2 separate regions of the Hordeum vulgare genome follow, and region 2 is linked to region 1. The links are chromatin contacts, called in public Hi-C maps. All regions are on one chromosome and are shown on one strand. The core of a region is the stretch at or near the end of the contact, and the rest is flanking DNA. Distances in the headings are between cores, read along the strand shown.

Evidence for each region. A called contact is a pair of places that touch in the nucleus more often than the background predicts.
Region 2: a contact with region 1 is called in a Hi-C map of leaf, with 2.4 times the contacts expected there. The contact joins the promoter of LOC123425262 here to the promoter of LOC123425258 in region 1. A contact is called at or near these places in 3 of 6 Hi-C or Micro-C datasets (leaf and seedling).

The regions. Positions count from the first base shown.
Region 1 is chr2H:93,054,209-93,058,886 of MorexV3_pseudomolecules_assembly, reverse strand. It overlaps LOC123425258, which reads right to left and starts at 2,290. Exons shown (of 3, transcript XM_045108936.1): 1 at 1,972-2,290; 2 at 907-1,899; 3 at 419-812. The coding sequence starts at 1,866. The coding sequence ends at 660.
Region 2 is chr2H:93,322,447-93,327,186 of MorexV3_pseudomolecules_assembly, reverse strand. LOC123425262 (GEM-like protein 1) reads left to right here and starts at 3,296. Exons shown (of 4, transcript XM_045108940.1): 1 at 3,296-3,593; 2 at 3,737-3,838; 3 at 3,972-4,246. The coding sequence starts at 3,446. LOC123425657 (pentatricopeptide repeat-containing protein At4g28010-like) reads left to right here. Exons shown (of 2, transcript XM_045109358.1): 1 at 1-954; 2 at 1,282-2,090. The coding sequence ends at 936.

The sequences.
Region 1 (4,678 bases), core at 1,041-3,540:
GCAATTGTAGCATTACTTCGTGGATTCCATCCACAAAATTAGTGATGAGCGACACATCCTATAACATCCGAAGCCCGGCCTACAAGACCAACACCTTGAAGCAGCCGATCAAAACGGATGGGACGGCTGGACATGTGGCGGATGTTACACGTAGGATCAGCCAGCAGATCTAAATCATTTTCCTTAGAAAAATATATATAATTTGCATATAGTATTGTTTCAAATGTTAATAATTTTTAAAATGCTTTTTAGGATGCAACTTTAATTAGTAGTGCATGGCCCGTGTTTCTTTCGTATCGGTGTAGTTTCAAATTAAAAGTGAACACCTAATTAGAGACGAAAAAACCATCTATAATGATGCATGTTCGTCGGTAAGGATGAGAAGAAAGATAAACAGCAAGAATGATAAGATGTCATGTTAAAATAAAGGACGTGTATCTATTAAGGTATTGAGATATGATTATTGTGTTACCAGCATCTGGTCTTTTTTTCCGTTACAATGCACGGGCTCTTTTGCTAGTAAAAAGAAAACTCTTGTGCCGTTTTGAAAAATGTGTAATGCTTTTCAAAAATATATAAGAAAGAAAAAATACAGTTTTTCTAAAAAGAAAGAAAAAAATACAGTTTTTTCTAAAAAGAACTCTGCATCGGGGACAAAACTAGTGCAGAGTTGCAGAGTTGGAATTAATCTTGTGCGCGCATTGCTCACCGGAGGAGCCATCTTCGGCGTCCATCTTCTTCTCTAGCTGAGCAAGGGCGTTAGTGAGAGACCTCACATCCAAAGCTTGGCGCAACGCACCATCAGAATCACACTGAAACATAGATAGACATCAGTTTTAACATTACCGATAAATTAAGCAAGCAATGTTGGAACTTGGAAAACTAGAAGAGAAATTAGATGAGCACCTTCTCCAGCCGTAGAAGACGCTCCTCCGGATCCCGGTGACCAGCACCGTTCCGGCTGGGAGCAAGGAGCAGGCGTAGGTGGTGCCGAAGGAACTCCGCGCAGTGCGACCCGAGGTTGCAGGCCGGGAAGGCGGACTCGCAGCCGAGCTGGTAGAAAGGGCAGTTGGCGAGCTTCATGGGACAGACGGTGACGCAGTGCCGGTCCATCTGGCGCCGGGCAACGCTGACGCCGCAGCGCTGCTCGCAGGGGAGGAGCTTGAAGGCGCACGCATCGTCGTGCGCGTCGGCGCGGCAGGCGGAGACCTCGGCCCGGCAGCCCTGGGCCTGGTTCCGGCACCGCACGGGCCTGAAGCCGCAGCGCGCGGCGACGTGGTCGGCGAGCTCCTCCGGCGTCCCCAGCTCGTCGCGGCAGCGGAACCGGCCGCCGTCGTCCAGGCAGCGGAGGAGGTCCCGCGCGACGGCCTCCCGCCTGTCGACCGGCCAGAAGCGGCTCGCCTCCATCTCCTCGACGAGGTCCTCGATCCGGTCGTCGCGGCCGTCGTCGCCGCCGCCCAGGTACGGCAGCCAGCCGGCGATGGAGACGACGACGCTCCTCTTGCTGCCCGCGAAGTCGTCCAGGAACGCGGCCAGCGCCTCGGCCGGGTCGTCGCGGTCGATCGGATCCTCCTCCGCCGCCTCGGCCGGGCTGCTGCTCCGGTGCGCGACGTAGCGCACCAGCTCCGCGCGCAGCTGGACGGCGAGCGAGGAGGAGGGGCTCCCGAGGGTGCTGTCGACGCACGCCGCGGCCAGGCCCGGGAGCAGCAGCTGCGCCAGCTTGTGCACTACCTGGATGTCGCAGTTGGGGCAGGGCAGGAGGGCGGTCCGACCAACCGGGGGCCCCTCCTCCTCGCCGCCGCCGCCTCCTGATCTTGGGAGCCTTCTCCCCGGATCTGCCTCGACTACCGGGGCCTCCAGTTCCATGGCGCGGCTTTCAGCTTCTTGCCGCGGCCTCACCTGCACGCCGATGACGCGTATGAGCTACTGCAAAGCAATGGATGGCATGGCATGGCACGAGGAATTCATTACCTTCCAGGGACGCAGTTGCAGGGCGGAGAGCCGGCCAGAATAGATCAATCAATCAGGTTGAAGCAGAATTCTGATCGGATTGTAGAGGTCGTCTGATTTCTTGTGGTGAGCAAAACCAAGTCAACTCACGGGCTAGGACGAGAAAGAGGAGACAAGAAAAGTAGGAGGATGGATTTTATTTTATTTCAGGGAAGGAAATCAATTATTTCCTTTTGTTGCGCTGGCAGGAGGGTGAACAGTTTTGTACTCGGAAATGCTCTCCTGCGGCCGTCCGCCGAGTATCTGGTGGCCATTACCTATTCTTTTCTCACAAAGACATTATAGTGTTTAATACTTCCTCCGTTTATATATATATATATATAAATTAAAATAAAATAAATAAATAAATATTTTAAAATATGTATATATACATTCGTATGTTGGAATCTTTAAAAAGATTTATATTTAAAAACGGAGGAAGACGGAGGGATTAGAACAAACCGAGTTTAGGTAGGGCTGATTCTCATTGTTAAGGTACCCTAAATACTTAAAAGTGCAGTTGTGTTTTTTTTTTTGGGCAAAACCGAACGCACGCGCTGCAGCCATCCACTGGCTCGTGGCCGCCACGATCATCATTCAGAAATAGTACGTTGATTTTCCATGGACCAATCATGTGAACCCAACCATAATGTAACATGCATTAATTCCGGTACAAGAAAATTTAAAAAACTATAACTTTCAAACCGTGTGTTGAAATTATGATCTGTTTGCACCGTTAGGTTCCTCATGACAAACTCTTCAAAACGAGATTCCATATAGATATGTTTTGAAGATTTTTTTTTTCAAAAACAACTTCAGTGTTAGATGAGGCAACTTTAGTGTTAAACATAAGCAACTTTAATACTAGATAAATTGCATCGTCAGTATTAGTGAATTCACATAGTAGGATACTAATAGTTGTGTGTAGCAGTCTAAGAGATCTCTAAAAGACCCCGTATAAGTGGTCAAACCGTTATAATTTTTACGGTTTACAGTTTTGGTCAAAACAAATGTCCAGAACAGAAACTTGGTCCAACCCGTAATTTTTTTAAGGGACACCGAAAACATACACCCGAAACCCTTATACTTGAAGGTTGGAAGGCCGAACCGAGGGGAGCCCACATACCAGTCAAACCTGGTCAGAGCAAACATGTCGCCACGGAGTTTGCCGGAATCCATCCTAAACTCGTCGGGATTCATCACCGCACACCGAAAATGGCCGCTAGACGCCGCAATCGTTCGCCGCCAATTTGAATTGGACGAGCTCGACCTCGCGCGTGGCCTCCCATGACCTCAGCCTGGCCGTCGGAATCCTCCCGGCACGGCAAGCAAAGGGGCAAGGCTCGGCCGGCGCGGCTAGCAGCGGAGCAAGGCACGGACGATGGAGGCGACAGAGTGTGGCTGGCGGGCGACAAGGCGCGGGCGATGAGGCTGGGCGCGACCGGCGTGGTGATGGGGCGTGTCCGGCAAGGACGGGGCATGGCCGACGGGGTTAGGCGCGGTCGGCGTGGCCGACGCGGCTGGCTGGGGGAAGGGTGGCGACGGCCAGACTAGAGGAAGGAGCTCTTTATACCAGTTTTACTGTTTGTTTTACAGTATCTGTTCAGTCGTAGCTAAAATGAACCCTTAAAATGCCTTTTTTTGACCCGTATTCCAATTTTACTGGTTGTGATTTTAAGGGGTCTGCTAGACATGCTCTAATAGATGGTTACCATGGTTGCTAAGGTGCGTACATCAGAAACTAATTGCTAGATAGTATAGTTGCCAACAATACTGTGAAAGTTATTTACCGTAGAGTAGAAAGTTGTCTAACATGACTTCTATGTTGTCTTCCTCAGAAATCAAGTTGCGTGTATTGCTACGAAGTTTCCTACGAGTGATCCCCAATTGCCTAAAATACTATGCAAGTTGTCTATCAAGGGAGGTAAGTTGCCTACAATGTCGAAAAGTTTTTGTCGAATATCTATCATGATTCTAAATTTCAAAACTATGTGGGGATGAATGGTATGAGAGCCTTTTTCTTTTCTTTTCTAGGATAGTATGCCCGTCTATGCTACTCAGCACGCATGTGTTGACTAGTCAGATTGCGAGTGTCGACTAGTTGCAAAAGTCGGAATAGATCAGAAGATGCATAGAAATAATGAGAAATTTCATAGGGGCGGATCACACAGTTGCCCGCAAACCTACAAAAGTTGTTCAATTTTTGCACGAGTTTCCCAAAAACTAAAAATGAGTTGCTTGTTGAATGCACTGGAGTTACACAAAAAACACACCAAAAGTTGCTAACTTTTTTGTGATACTCAACTGCAATTATGGAAACTATATATCAATAGCAGGCAACTGGCATCAATGATAGGCAATTTATAGTATTTATAGACAATTGAACATCAATCGTGGGCAACTAACCATTAGAATTAAGCAATTTCACAGTATTTGAAGGCAATTGAGCATCAATCATAGACAACTGATCATCATTAATAAGCAACTGGGCATCAATGTTTGCCAATTAGGCAATTGAACATCAATCGGACGCAGCTAATCATCAATGACAAGCAATTGAGCAGCAACAATGGGGAAGTTGAGATAATGTTGCAAGATTCACAGGTACACATAGTGCAGTGAGGTACACATAGCGCTAAATACGTCTCATGTTTTAGGTGATTTTCTTATTTTACAAAAATCAACCAAA
Region 2 (4,740 bases), core at 2,047-4,546, 270 kb before region 1:
GGTGAAACTAGAGTTAGGCCTGATTTGATGACATTCAACTCGGTTATACATGGACTTTGTAAGATTGGTTGGATGCGGCAAGCACTCCAGGTCCGGGCCATGATGGCTGAGAATGGATGCAGGTGTAATTTGGTGACATTTAATCTGCTGATTGGTGGGCTCCTTAGAGTCCACAAGGTAAAGAAGGCCATGGAACTGATGGATGAGATGGCTAGTTCTGGGCTACAGCCTGATTCGTTCACCTATAGCATATTGATAAATGGCTTCTGTAAAATGCGGCAAGTTGAACGTGCGGAAAGCTACTTGTCTGAAATGAGACATCAAGGGATGGAGCCTGAGCCAGTTCACTATATTCCTTTGCTTAAAGCTATGTGTGATCAAGGCATGATGGGACAGGCCAGGGATTTGTTCAATGAAATGGATAGGAACTGCAAATTAGATGCTGCTGCTTATAGCACTATGATCCATGGTGCTTTCAAATCAGGGGAGAAGAAAATTGCGGAAGAGTTTCTTAAAGATATGATTGATGAGGGGCTGATTCCTGATGCTGTGACATATTCTATCCCAATCAACATGTTTGCAAAATCTGGAGACCTAGCAGCGGCGGAGCGTGTGCTTAAACAGATGACAGCAAGTGGCTTTGTGCCTGACGTTGCTGTATTTGATTCACTGATCCAAGGTTATGGAGCTAAAGGCGACACCGAGAAGATTCTTGAGTTAACTCGTGAAATGACAGCCAAGGATGTAGCACTTGATCCTAAAATTATTTCAACTATTGTCACTTCTCTTGGGGCAAGCATTGAAGGGCAAAAGTTATTGCAGAGTTTGCCTGGTTTTGATACAGAAATATCAAAAGGCGACGTCATCTCGCCCCATGATGTAATGAATATGCTACAAAAACATTGCACCAAACCTGAATCCCCTGCTCTTTGCTAAGTTCTGATCCCAATTCAGGTGCTTGCGTGTATCTTGCCTTCATATTTGAAATCTAATATATGTTCGGTTAGTCTAACTCTGTTAAATTTCTTTGATATTTTCGTCCATTGCTGGAGCATGGGTGTTAGTATATTACTTTCAGCTGGCCGATATCCTAAATCATGAGAAATAATCATATTATGGTTATTGCATGTTATGTACTCCCTCTGTAAACTAATATAAGAGCATTTAGATCACTAAAATAGTAATCTAAACACTCTTATATTAGTTTACAGAGGGAGTACCTATTACCCTCATGATTGATGCAGGATTACTTAATCCGCTCTTCTCTTCTCAATGGACCAGTGCAGTCTATATCATCAGGCAAAGCGGCAATAACATGTGAGAACAAAAGTACATACTATCAAATCTCGCGGACACTTATTTGTCAGACTGTTGGTTAGGTGGCATCTTCAAATTTCACGTGGTATGGCAATTCAGCATCCTTAAAGCGTTGTGGATATTTCGACATGGAGTGTTGACATCAAGGATGGGATGCTCATAAATCCAGGAAGGAGAAATTACATCTTCACTAGGTTTTAAGATGAGCATGCCCAAGACACAGTTGGTTTATAAGGATAACTGCCAAACATTGTGGGGGTTATTCACAGGTCCCAAAAGGCTAAAACCCACTGAGGTAGCCTGAACCAAACCACACAGCTGTTCCATTACCAGGTTAGGTATGGGTTTCAAACCAAACCTGTTTATACTGATACTGTACCAGGGTAGTATGGTTGCAACGCACCGGACACTTTGAGCCTGAGTTGCGTGGAGTCGTCGATAGGCAGTATGGCACCGTCTCACATCAAAGCACAGGACTTGCTGCTGTGTTTCCTTGACATGCCACTACCTTCATGCAATCCTGCTTACATGGCACTCTTCTCTGCAGCCAACGTTTGAAAGGCCTTATACTTGCCGGCAGAGTTAGAGGTGGCCGGTGGGCATCTGTATGGCCAAGGCCTAGTAATAGAGGTGGCCGGTGGGCATCTGTATGGCCAAGGCCTAGTATGGTAACGCTCGTCTCTTTTTAGTTTCACATCTCTTTGATGAACCAATTTTGTTGTATTTTCATGTATATATGTAGCTTCCTGTCTGAATACAGAATTGTTAATTCTCATCTCGTTCCCACTGTCAATTTATTTCATTGTCAGTATTGTTACACTCCTCTACTATTCTTTTGGTTCACAATTTTGTTAAGAAGATAACGTTTCAAAATTGATAGCTATGTAGGTTGCTTCCTCATTAGTCATTAATATGCCACACTACAAACTGGATGCAGCAAACTCTTAGCTTAAAGCTGTCATTAATAGAGTAATACTGGTATTGCTGAAACAGCTGCAGTGACATGACCTACTATGCGCGCAAGCTCAGACTTTGGCAGTTTGGAGAAGATTATGCGTTTGGTTACCTATCAGGAATATATCGTCTCCGGTCAGCTTGAATATCATGTCTTGTTTACTGCCAGAGTTTTGCTCTGTTCTTAGCAGAAATTAATCCATTTAATTTCTGCTGTCAATTTTCTTTGTCAGTTTGTCCTGTGAGGGTTGCAGTGGGTAAGTGAGAGCATCATTTGTTATGCTCTTTGCAAGTTCCAGTTATGTTAGCCAGGCAGTTCTTTTGGTGGTAGGTTTATACACTGAAAAAGGTTCAGCTAGTATGATGCCATGCGCTCTGTTATTTCATGAATATCTTGTTTGAATGCTTCACTTTTTGGGCTTATTATTTCCCCCTAATTAAGTTAAAAATTATTCGAGTGAATAGTTAGAAATTGTTTGGATCCTAGTGGTCCTTGTTTGGTAAAGTAATTTGGTGGAGGGGTGATCATTTCCTCCCTCATTATTCGACTCAATGCATTGCCCTCCGGAAGTACTTTGTCATATGAATGAATGTATCTAGATGTAATTTAGTTCTAGATACATTAATTTTTATCCATTTGTACGACAAGCAATTTCGGATGGAGGGAGTACGTTTTAGATCACACATCTTATTGTAGTACCTCTGAATCATTAACTTTCTGCTGATTTCCTTCTACCTCATGGAAAATTTATCCTTATGCCTGTCAAATTATTTTTACGTACTAGCTTTTGTGTTTGTTATTAGTCTTGATGAAAATAGTGGCCCGTCAGTAGTCAGCTGCAATTCAAATCAAACAGGCAAAAAGGAAAAGCTACTAGTTGTGTGCAGGTTGAGGCCGTTGTCCGTTGATGGCGCGCGGCAGCCGACCGCAACGACACGACACGACACGGACGGTTGTGGTCACGCTGTCTGGCCGCGAAAAATGGGAGCGCGTCGGTTACTTGTGCCAGTTGGACGCTCGCTCCCACCATTATAGTCCCCCGCGCTAGATTGCGTCGCCGTGTCGCGTCCCCCACCACGTCCCTTGGAGAGCCGTCAACTCTGCCCACTGTCTCCCTCGTTTCTGATCTCTCTCCTTCCCGTCCCCGCTTCCTCCTCCTCCCGCCGATCGCCCATGGACTCCAAGCCCGAAGCCCACGCGGCCGCCGCGTACCCGCGCATGTCCCCGGAGGACCTCGCGCCGCCACCGCCGCCGGTCGTGGCGCCCGCGGGCTCCAACCCCTACGTGCTGTCCTCGCCGTCCTCCGGACCGCCCGCCAAGAGTAAGTCTCCTACCACTGCCAGCCACTACCTATCTCATGCTGTCCCGTTCTCTGCGGCTACAGCTCTTGTTCCGAGATTGAATTCGATATGGTTCGCGTTTGTGCTGACGGCTATCAATTGTCCGGGGAATCGGTTGCCGCAGGCACCACGGAGAATCTGAGGGAGATGCTCGGCTCCGTGGGGAAGAGGTTCGGCGAGGCCGCGCGCAAGACCGAGGGCATCGCCGGCGACGTCTGGCAGCACCGTGAGTCTCCCGATTCCCACGGCATCCAACTGATTAGCCATTTTTCAGTTCAGCAGCTGCTGACACATTTCATCTAAAAATAGCACCTATACATAGTACATGTTGACCCATGAACCTGCGTGGACTTGTGCAGTGAAAACCGGGCCTAGCATTACGGATGCTGCAATGGGGAGGATCGCTCAGATATCCAAGGTCAAATCGGAAGGTGGATACGACAAGATATTTCAGCAGACGTTTGAGTGCTTGCCTGACGAGAAGCTCAAGAAGGCCTACGCATGCTACCTCTCGACCTCTCATGGCCCGATAATGGGCGTCTTGTACGTCTCGACCGCCAAGCTTGCTTTTTGTAGTGACAGCCCCGTGGCATATGTCACTGAGGATAATAAGACCGAGTCCGCCATTTACAAGGTATGTACTCGTCGTGATGTGCAGTAGTTCTTGTATTTTTTTCTTTTTAAAGAAACTTAGCTTAGTCTACAAACGAAATTTGTTCATATCTTTTTTGACCTGAAATTTATTCATATCTTTAGTACTACATGCTTATCCTTGATGAGGAAACACAACATTGCATCACAATTGCTTGACAGAGCATGCGATCTGCAGTGGTTTGCTGAATCTGCAGATTCCAATACAACTACTCCATCCGTTCCTAAATATAAGTATTTTTAAAGGTTTCATTAGGGACTAGATACGGATGTATATAGACATACTCTAGAGCTTAAATTCACTCATTTTACTTCGTACTTAGTCTTCTAGTAAAATCTTTAAAAATACTTATATTTAGGAACGGAGGAAGTATTATTCAATAAGACATGAAAACATCACTTATTTTTATTGCTTCTCTGGGTCGTGCAAACCGAAGGGAATCGTGTTCATCTTATCGTACTGCAGCTGATCATATT